3 separate regions of the Mus musculus genome follow, and all the other regions are linked to region 2. Evidence: chromatin contacts called from public HiChIP or PLAC-seq data. All regions are on one chromosome and are shown on one strand. The core of a region is the stretch at or near the end of the contact, and the rest is flanking DNA. Distances in the headings are between cores, read along the strand shown.

Region 1 (3,150 bases), core at 150-2,649, 43 kb after region 2:
ACATGTGCAGTGGGAGGGGCATGTGCTGTGTGCAGTGAAAAGGGACATGGGCATGTGCTGTGTGCAGTGGGGGACACACATGCTGTGTGCAATGCAAGGCACATGTGCTGGTGCAGTGGGAAGGGACTGTGCTGTGTGCAGTGGCTGTGCTGTGTGCAGTTGGGGGACACATGCTGTGTGCAGTGCAAGGAGCATGTGCTGGTGCAGTGGGAAGTATGCTTGCTGCAACACAAGTTTGTCATGGCCAGAAACTCCTTGGAATAATTAATGTTCTTAAATTTTAATTGATTTTTGGCCCTTGTGTGTTCAGAAACCTTTTCTGTTAATAAATATTTTGCCACCCTAGTATTCAGCTACCTAACTCCAAATGGAGCTCCAGCCATGGGTTAAGGAGCTGTAACTTAGAAGGCACTAGTGCTACTAGTGTGCATGAAGTTAACTCACTGTTTTAGCTGTACAGTATAACTAACTGTATAGGATGCATTTGAGGTCACATATTGGTGTCTGTAATTTCAAACTATTTGTAGACGTCTTATGATTGTTTCTTTTAGACATTACTGGCATTACTGCTTTTTATTGTGCATTATTTCCAGGTGAGTCCCTGGAAATATGTTTTGCCAGGGGTTAGAGCTGGTTTTACTGTAAATAAAAAAAGTCTCAATTCAAATTCAGAGATGTGACTTAGCAGCTTAGGTAACTTTTCTAAATTCAGAATGTAGATCAGACAGAAGAGGCTTCAGGTACTTAAACAAGATCCCCGAGGTCCTGGCTGCATTCTGTGCTCTGTAGACTAAAGCGCTGGCCACCGGCTGCTGCAGGCATTTTGCCTCTCCAGTCCAATAATGCATAAAGAGTTTTAGTCTCCATTGCAGTGAAATTCCTGGGACCAACTCTAGCTTCCTTCATCCATGATGCATAGTTGTCACTGAACAACACTGTCCACGTGCCTTACTTGCCCTGTGTCCCTCAGAAACTTTAAACTGAGTATGGCACCTGTATGTGGTAGGTACTGATACACATTCTGAAGATGCCGCAAAATCACAATGTCCTTTAGCAGCATAGTCATTGCTGTTGGAGCTAATACTTCTGGACTTTGTCATTTCCAGCTGATGGCAAATCATTGCATACACAGTCTGTATTTCATGAGCAAAAAAGAGCCACCTAGCCTCCGTCCGGCAGTGTGGGGCTGGCGGAATTGCTGAAGATTGATTTGGTGCACAAACTGTACCCACCAAAAGCGCTTCATGAACTTTCAAGATTAGATACAGGGGTGTGAGGGGACCTTCTCAATTTCAAGTTCTGGCTCTGGTTCAAATAAGAATTTGTTATGGCCCTCAGGCAGCTGTACCAGACAACTCTGGAACTATTTGGTATCCAAACAATGAAGAGTGTGCAGGGGTCAGGGAAACCTGACAGGAAAAGAGTCCTCTTAAAACTTCCTGCTTAGCTAATAATACAGATTTCCCTTTTATTATAGCTACAATAGAAAGGCAGAGGTTGTGTTTACAAAGCTCGTTGTTTGGGAGACTTTTGTAAATTGTAAACTTTGGAAATCCCAAACCTACTGGGTAGAATGAATGTAATCCCATCCATTAGTTGAAGGTAGTTTCCCCGTGCTATAGCTTCGGAGCAGCAAGTTAAATTGAGACTGTGAACAGGAAGCAGCCATTAAGAATTACAATGGGTAGGATACCCATTATTCCAGTAATGTTTTGTTAGAGGACATCAGGTCAGCAGAAAAGCCGAGGGTTCTGTGGGCTGTGTGCTTGTTCTCCACACCCCCACCCTAGCAGCAGGAGGTCCAAACAATACAAACAGCCAGCAAAGTAGCTCACTGGGTAGAGAACTTTTAGGGGTTGGTCGGTTTCCCTTGAAATGATAATGACCTGTATTTTGGTTTGTGTTCACTCTTCTAAGATGGATGTATAGCCTCAATAAATACCGAGAGCCACTTCTCATTTTTACTTTTTAAACAAATGATGTTCATTTATGTGTGCTTGTGTGTTCTGTATGAGTTTATGTGCACCACATGTGTGCAAGGGCCCTTGCAGCACAAGAGGGTGTCAGATCTCCTGGAGCTGGGATTTTAGGCAGTTGTAAGCTGCCAGGTGATCTGGCAACCAAGCCTGGATCTTCTGGTGTAGCACCAAGCACACTGAACGGCTGGCTCATCTCTCCAACCCCTCCCTCCGTCTCAGTATATGCTTACTCAGATCACATGGTGTGACTGTGACAAATGTTGACTGTGATTTTGCTCTGACAGTCGGTGCAGTGCGGTTCCGTTCTTCCTCTGAAAATGTAGTCATGCAATCAATGGTATTCTGTCATATTACTGAATATTTTAGAAAGTCATAAATGTAGGCCAACATAAGAAATCATACAGTGGAAGTTATTTCTCAGTGTTTATGTTAAAATGGTCAGATCTATCTTGCTTTTTTTCTTTTGAAAGTCCACGGAATATAGCAGGGTTTGTTTGTTTGTTTATCTATCTATCTATTCATTTATGTAAATGCAGGTTGTCAACATTCAGCCAAATACTTTGGTTTATTTTAACTGGGTTATATGGAACTTACTATATTGCAGTATTTATTGTGTTTTGTCTGCCAAAATGACTGCTGTTTGATTTGGAGTAATTTTAGAGGGAGCCATAGATAAAAAGTATGAATATTGGGGTCTAGGATTTCCAAAATCAGTATTCACAAACGTTGGCTCAAAATGCATTTGCTATCCATTGCAATCAATGCATCTATTAACTTTTAGCATAAATGTTCTATACAAACTGTATACATACATATATATGTACATATATATATATATATCTTCAACTATATACAGTATATATAGTTTATATAGTATATATAGTGTATGCATATATATGTATATATATATATATATATACATACATACATACATACATACACACACACATAACTAAACCATTAAAGCGCTTTATATTACAGTGAAGAGCAGTATTTCCTCAGACGTCTTCTTTGAAGTAGCCTCTCTACAAGCTCCTGACAGCGGACACTGAACCTCAAAGCAGGAAGCAGATGCTTATTTCCTTGATATGGATTATGAATTTCTAAGGAAATTATGATAGCCTCCTCTTTGCAAATTAACAGTAACACCTAAAATTTAAAAGTAGTTTCT
Region 2 (3,219 bases), core at 651-3,150:
GGGTGTGGGTATGGGCCCCATCTTCCCAATTAAGGAGTAAAACGTTCGCCCAGGCTTCCTGCTTGGCGACCCCTCTGGCGCGTTATGCACGGAGTAGTGCACACAGCCCACCGGGGTTGAAGCCCCGCAAGCGTGCACTCTTGCTTCAAGTCCCAAGTTTACTTTTCTTATTTAAAGCTTTGCAGTTCAAATGCACACCCTGGGCAGGAGCAGCCCGGGGCTCGGCGGCGCACTCGTCCTGTGCACGTGGGCGTATCTGCGCGGGCGCATCTGCGTTTGCGCACACGCGCGGGTCGGGGTCCCGCGGGCGGCCTCCCCTTACTGCGCTGGTGGCGACCCTTGCGGCGTTTGGCAAGGCTTCGGGAGAGGCTCATGAAGGATTTCATTGAGTGCTAAGACAGAGATCAGAGACAGAAAGCAGAAGGAGGCGGCTGCAGCCTTTGTAGTCGCGGAGGAATGCGGAAATGTTGAAGCGCTATGTCAAACTTTTTTGAAATGGGGTCAAGTCACATTCAGCCAGCGTGGGAAAGCAACAACAACTACGAAAAAGTGGAGGAGGGGAGGGGGCTAGGCACCGCCGCTCCGGTCCGGGGGGTGTAGGCCCGCGGGGGTGGGACGGCTGCCCCCTCCTGGAGCCTAGGCTGGACACCGGCAGAGGGGGAGGGCGGGCGCCAAGGCCGTTGCTCCCGCTACCTGTGTGGCCCTCGACCTGGCTCGGACCCCCGGGTGAGGGCTGGAGGGTCCTTTCCGCAGCTTTTTAGGAAAGCTCTCAAAGGAACGGGGAGTGGCCCTGCCTTGGCCGGGCGGTGCTATGCTGGCATCCAGTGGGGGTCGCTCCATGTGTTCTTTAATACCAGGCAGAAGAGCGTGGTGGTGGGGGGGATGGGTACGGGGCAGGTAAACGCATGCAGACCGTTCCGGACACGCGGCTGTGGTGGAACAAGGTCCAGCCCAGACTAAGGCCGCTGTGGGACGGGAAGGCTCACTCGGTCATCCCTAAACAACAGAACGGGGAGGGGGCGCCCGACCGCGCGCGTGGGACCTAGCCTCTGGCCTTTGGAGAACAGAGCGACTGTCTCAGCTACCGACATTCAGCCGCCCAGGATACCGGGCGGGGATTCGGAAGTCTCGACACAAGGGCAGCCCCTTCTCACACCGGGGAGACCTACGTTTACTGCCCCCTACCCCCACCGTCGTAAGGGCGGTTGCTTTTGCACGGCTTGAAAACTTAAGGACCAGTCCCGATTAGCTAGCAAAGTCCCGAAGTTACTTTTTCAGGACAGGACGAGTGAAAGTGTGACGTACCTTCCTTTCCCACATCCTTCGGATCTTTGTGTTTGTGTATGTGTGAGGTGGGGAGCACGACACTACTCCCCTTCCAGGACCCCTCGCTCTCCCACCTCTAGTAGCCCCAGCCCTCCCCTACCAGATGGTCTGTCCTCGCTGAGTTTCCACCAGGGAGGTCCTCCGAATCGGAGGCAGAATTTCGTCTCCCACTAAGCTTGCCATACCCCAAAGACCATTTGTGAGAGCGAGTCCCTTTCAAATGTCTCCCTGTAGAAAAACTGAAAGTAGAAAAGAAAGGAAGCAATTTCCGAGCAGATGTCTGACCACCCCTACTCGCATACTCGCAGCATCGGGTTACAGGGTTCTAGGAGCCCCAACCCCGTTCTGCGGCCCCACGTGGGTGAACCCCCGGTGCTTTTACGCCAGCTTCCGAACTCCCCCAGGTCGCCCCATACCCTGCACGACCAGGCCCCTGGAGTCAGGGAGGGCAGCGGAGAACAATAATATAGGTATAAATATTGAGCCGTGACATTGACGCGCCCGGCGCCTCCCCTCCCCCGCGCTCCGGGCACACTCTGGGCTGCTCGGCACGCCCCCTCTCGTCCCGCTGCGTCCCGCGCTGCGCTCATCCCCGAGGGGCCCCAGCAACCTCTCCTTCGTGAAGACTGCACGAGCCCTGCTGTGGAAGAAAAGTAACTTGGTTTTTCTCCGAGAAACCCGGCCCGATTAGGCAACCAGTGCGAGTAGAGGGAGGAGGAGAGGAGCTGGTGGAACCCTGTGGAAGTCTCCCGGGCAGTCTGATCACACTTTCTCCTTGTCCTCCGGTCTCCTCCTCCTAGGTGCAGAGATTGTGGGCAGACTATGTAATCGCTGCGGAGGGGGAAGAGGAGGGATCGGCGCTCTCCTGCGGCGGCGGCGCGGCGACTCGGCTAGGCGGAGTTTCGCAGCGGCTGCGCCCGGCTTGCACCCGCGGGCGAGAAGGTCGGTCCGTCTAGCCCGGCGGCCGCGAGTCCGACTCCCCGAGGCGTGTAAGGCAGCGAGTGAGCACCCCGGTTCCACTGTGCCGCACCCGCAGCCTGAAGCCAGCATGGAGAAGGACAGCCTGAGTCGCGCCGATCAGCAGTATGAGTGCGTGGCGGAGATCGGCGAAGGCGCCTATGGGAAGGTGTTCAAGGCCCGCGACCTGAAGAACGGCGGCCGCTTCGTGGCTCTGAAGCGCGTGCGAGTGCAGACCAGTGAGGAGGGCATGCCGCTCTCCACCATCCGCGAGGTGGCGGTGCTGAGGCACCTGGAGACCTTCGAGCACCCCAACGTGGTCAGGTGAGCCGGGAGCCCTGGCTATGGGGTCCGGGAAGGTGCTGGGCAAGGGGCGGCTGGTGGCCCAACTAAAGTTAAGAGTTGAGTTTCCCCAGATAAAACCGGTGACTCTGTTAGACAGGGCAGAAAAAGAGACCTGCGGTGGCTTCCGGGCAGCCAAGCTATTCTGAAGAGCTTTCGCTCTGCGTGCCCCAAGGGTTCCGGGGGGGCGTTGGGTGTCTTTTAGGGACAAAACCAGACAATCCCTCCAGCCCTTACTTAACTTTCCCCGTCGGTGGGGGGATTTTTGAGAGACAGAGTGAGATAGTTATCCAGCTTGCAGATAATTAGAAGGAAACTTTAAGGGTGGAGCATAATGTAAATAAAGTTTAAGAAATGTGTAAGAATGTGTTTGCCAATCAAACCCACAGTGGTGACTTTTTTTTTATAGTTGTAGAATGGTTTCTGATGGTCTTAGAAGTTCAGAAGTTTAGACTCTGACACCTAGTGTTAAACATTGTTTGAAAAATGTCTTTCAAGGCTGGGTACTGGGAACACTGAACCAGGAAGATCCAGAGTTCAAGACCCTCCTGAGCTACAAAAGACCCTGTCTGAGAAAAGAAAGGGAGGGAGAGT
Region 3 (3,329 bases), core at 297-2,796, 42 kb before region 2:
CAAAGTCTATGGAGTGGTCGCCTTCAGAGGAAGTAACAACACTGTCAGAAGCATGAGCTTGGACTCTGTGATGCCAGCCATGTTCAACAACTCCCTTTGGGTAACTAGCAGTAAACCTACGATTTAATCTTTTCCAATACATATGTTAAACTCAAATGAAGTAAAACAAAACATTCAGAGCTGCTTGAAGCAAACAAGCATAAATTACGCAAAAGAGCCATAAAAAAATTCTATGTCACCTTTGATTGCTTCATTGCACTAAAACATATTGAGGCTAAGATACGATGATCTCTTCTTTCCAGGAGGCCCAAACTACTGCTCCTAATCCAAGGACAAATAGAGAAGACCTCCTGATATCAAGATTTACTTTCCTGGCCTGGCAGTGGTGGCGCACACCTTTAATCCCAGCACTTGGGAGGCAGAGGCAGGTGGACTTCTGAGTTCAAGGCCAGCCTGGTCTACAAAGTGAGTTCCAGGACAGCCAGGGCTACACAGAGAAACCCTGTCTCAAAAAAAAAAAAAAAAAAAAAAAGAAAAAGAAAAAATTTACTTTTCTAGGTTCAAACATGGGCAAGGTGGGGGATGGGGAAATGATGGGTTGGGGGAAGCGTAACCAAAATGAAGGCTATACGAAAAAAGCCATCTTACAGCCCTGCTGTGACTTCTGCAGTGAGCAACAGCAGCACAGTGCTGTTCAGTTCTCACTGTACAAACTATGTCATGGGCACATGATTCATGCTCTGAGCCAGAAAGTGACAGTACATATGCACTTACAAAATCACAAGTCTGAGGTGACAAGAAGAGATCGGAGCCTCGTCGCCTTAGTTGCAACACTTAGACGATCAAGAACTACAGCAGGCTGCGTCCAAGCTCACAGAGGCCACTTACGTTACGGATCCAATGAGCCCAACCGCAAACACACTCAACAATACTTCAGGCTACATGTCACTTGTCGTATTGCTTGAAGGGGGAGTATATTGATCTAGAGGAGAGTCATGTGGCAGACTGGGATTCTAAAACTCACTGAGTGCTTTAATGAAGTCAAGCAGGCAAGACTTGCTGGGACAGCTCATCCCAGAACCGTAACTGTGCCATGTGGGGCCATGTAGCAGGCTGCATGCTGACTCAGATGAGCAAGGAAGGGGCACTTGTGAATCATCGTGACCACATCCTGCCCCTCCCTCAGCTGTTCCCTAGAAACTGTCTGTCAATCTTCTGGGTGAGTTCTCCATCTGAAGACCAGGTATGCTCAGTGCAACAAATGCCTGTCAACCTAGGTCCATCCTGCAGGAACATTATGGCTCTGATTCTTTCCATGCACTGGATGTGTGACACTCACTGTAAGTGTGAAACTCATGTCTGTGCATGCAGACGTGGGGCTGGATTTGGGAGTGTTTTTCACATTGTGTTTTGATGGGTACAAAACCAGTATCTATCTCTTCTTATATAGACCCCTAAAAGATGCCTTTAACCAATTTAAGTCAGTCAGAAAGAATTGCTGAAGTGTACTAGCCAGAAAACTTGGGAGGGATGATGGAGACTAAGTGACTCAGCAGGGAAGAGTGTGTGGTAGGCAAGCAAAATCCTCCCAGACACCTTCAGACGCAGAACAAGAGGAAAGGCGAGACGTTTTTCTTGGGAAAGGGAATCTCATAAACTTAGTACTTACTGAGTGTCCTGGGATTAGGATTTGAAATATTGAATACTTAGTACAGTATCCGGGAGAATTTGAAATTCAGACAAGCCTGAACATTGTTTCAAAAGCAAGAAATAATTTTTAAAGGTTTTTTGACTTAATAAAATACTTGCAACTTTTAAAAGGGGCGGACTTATACACGGTGTGATAATGTTGACAGAAAATCCTAAATACTCCAGTATAGACTAAAATTACTTTGGCTGCTCCATGCATTTTATGGGTCCTTTCAAGTGTTTGTTTATTTATTAGTTTTTGTTTCATTTTGTTTTCTGTTTTGTGGAAAACATTTTGCTATTTTGACAGGGACTGCCTTCTCTCGGGCTTTTTTCAGCAATGTGGGCATCTGAACAGCACGAAATCTAATGCAGGTTATCTTCCAATCCATTAACACGAATGTGTTCCCATCTAATTGTATTTTCCTAGGTGCTATATACTTTTCAGTTTATACCCTTCGCCTAAATGGTATGATGCAAGGGGGGAACCGGGAAAGGGGATAACATTTAAAATGTAAATAAAGAAAATATCCAATAAAAAAGGGAAAAAAAGGTATTATGCACCCAATTTCTCTTTTTGGATGGCTCACTGATAACATAGATCAACACTAGTGATTTTTTTCTTTTTTTTTAATTAGATATTTTCTTCATTTACATTTCAAATGCTATCCCCAAAGCCCCCTATACCCTCCTCCGGCCCTGATCCCAAACCTATCCACTCACACTTCCTGGACCTGGCGTCCCCCTGTACTGGGGCATATGATCTTTGCAAGACCAAGAGCCTCTCCTCCCATTGATGGCTGACTGGGCCATCCTCTGCTACATATGCAACTAGAGACACAGCTCTGGGGGGAGGGGGTACTGGTTAGTTCATATTTTTGTTCCTCCTATAGGGTTGCAGACCCCTTAAGCTCCTTGAGTACTTTCTCTAGCTCCTTCATTAGGGGCCCTGTGTTCCATCCAATGGATGACTGTGAGCATCCACTTCTATATTTGTCAGGCACTGGCAGAGTCTCACAAGAGATAATGCTAGTGATTTTTACATATTGATTTTTCTGGCCTACAACTTTCTAACAGTACCTTGGCGTAGTCTTTTTGGTAATTATAATTTTGTTGTCAGTAGAAACAATTTCCCTTTTCCCTCTTCTGCTAGGATGCTTTTGATTTCTTTCTCTTATTGCACCGGCAAACTTCTACTATGAAAATAAACAATGAGAGGAGAAAGCGTGTCTCCTCTCTGTCCTCAGAGGAGTTTCACTCTCAGCCCTGCGCACGCATGCAGACTCTGTCCTAGGTTGAGGTTCAGTCCTTCTGGACCTCACTTGCTCAGTGTTAATCAAAAGGACTTTAAATTTTGTCGCTTTTCCTGCATCTAGTGGATATGTTCATAAAATGTTACGGTTTGAATCTGAAGTGTCCCTCATGAGCTTTTGAAGGCTTGGTCCCCAGGTGATGGCATTATTTGAAGATGCTGTGCTAAGTCTAGAAGGTAAAGACCTAACTGGAGGAAGCCGGTCAGCATAGGGAGATCCTTGGGGACACAGGACCTCTGTCACTTCTGGTTTCCCTCTTGCCATACGGTAATATAAAGAGCTGCCTCTGCCACTTGCTCCCACCTCTACCATGATCTCCAGTTCGTG

Evidence for each region. HiChIP or PLAC-seq counts read pairs in DNA pulled down with a chosen protein or histone mark.
Region 1: an H3K4me3 HiChIP or PLAC-seq map of embryonic stem cells shows a contact between it and region 2, with 42 read pairs. The contact joins the enhancer-like site here to the promoter of Cdk6 in region 2. A contact is called at or near these places in 1 of 39 promoter capture datasets (macrophages), 51 of 484 Hi-C or Micro-C datasets (the AML12 cell line, B cells, the C10 cell line and 33 more), 13 of 115 datasets of contacts at active chromatin or transcription factors (CD8 T cells, the SCID.adh cell line, bone marrow-derived macrophages and 8 more) and 4 of 9 other capture datasets (adipose tissue, liver, macrophages and 1 more).
Region 3: a contact with region 2 is called in an H3K4me3 HiChIP or PLAC-seq map of bone marrow-derived macrophages, with 4 times the contacts expected there. The contact joins the enhancer-like site here to the promoter of Cdk6 in region 2. A contact is called at or near these places in 39 of 484 Hi-C or Micro-C datasets (the AML12 cell line, the Ba/F3 cell line, the C2C12 cell line and 20 more), 15 of 115 datasets of contacts at active chromatin or transcription factors (the 230-238 cell line, CD8 T cells, the SCID.adh cell line and 7 more) and 1 of 9 other capture datasets (adipose tissue).

Annotation. Positions count from the first base shown.
Region 1 is chr5:3,385,167-3,388,316 of GRCm38.p6, forward strand. All of the region lies in intron 2 of Cdk6 (cyclin-dependent kinase 6), which reads left to right. Among named protein-coding and RNA genes, the nearest start is that of Gm29868, 26 kb to the right of the region's middle. Within about 2 kb of position 1,400, at least 20 of the 459 cell types and tissues checked have an H3K27ac peak or open chromatin away from gene starts, as enhancers often do. A contact at or near this core is called in bone marrow-derived macrophages, embryonic stem cells and liver, where this site is marked.
Region 2 is chr5:3,341,993-3,345,211 of GRCm38.p6, forward strand. It overlaps Cdk6 (cyclin-dependent kinase 6), which reads left to right and starts at 1,901. Exons shown (of 8, transcript NM_009873.3): 1 at 1,901-1,979; 2 at 2,127-2,607. The coding sequence starts at 2,375. It overlaps Gm36470 (predicted gene, 36470), which reads right to left and starts at 1,567. Exons shown (of 4, transcript NR_168898.1): 1 at 1,306-1,567.
Region 3 is chr5:3,300,180-3,303,508 of GRCm38.p6, forward strand. The region is part of intron 3 of Gm36470 (predicted gene, 36470); the gene reads right to left. Among named protein-coding and RNA genes, the nearest start is that of Gm36548, 32 kb to the left of the region's middle. Within about 2 kb of position 1,547, at least 154 of the 459 cell types and tissues checked have an H3K27ac peak or open chromatin away from gene starts, as enhancers often do. A contact at or near this core is called in the 230-238 cell line, the AML12 cell line, the Ba/F3 cell line and 22 more, where this site is marked.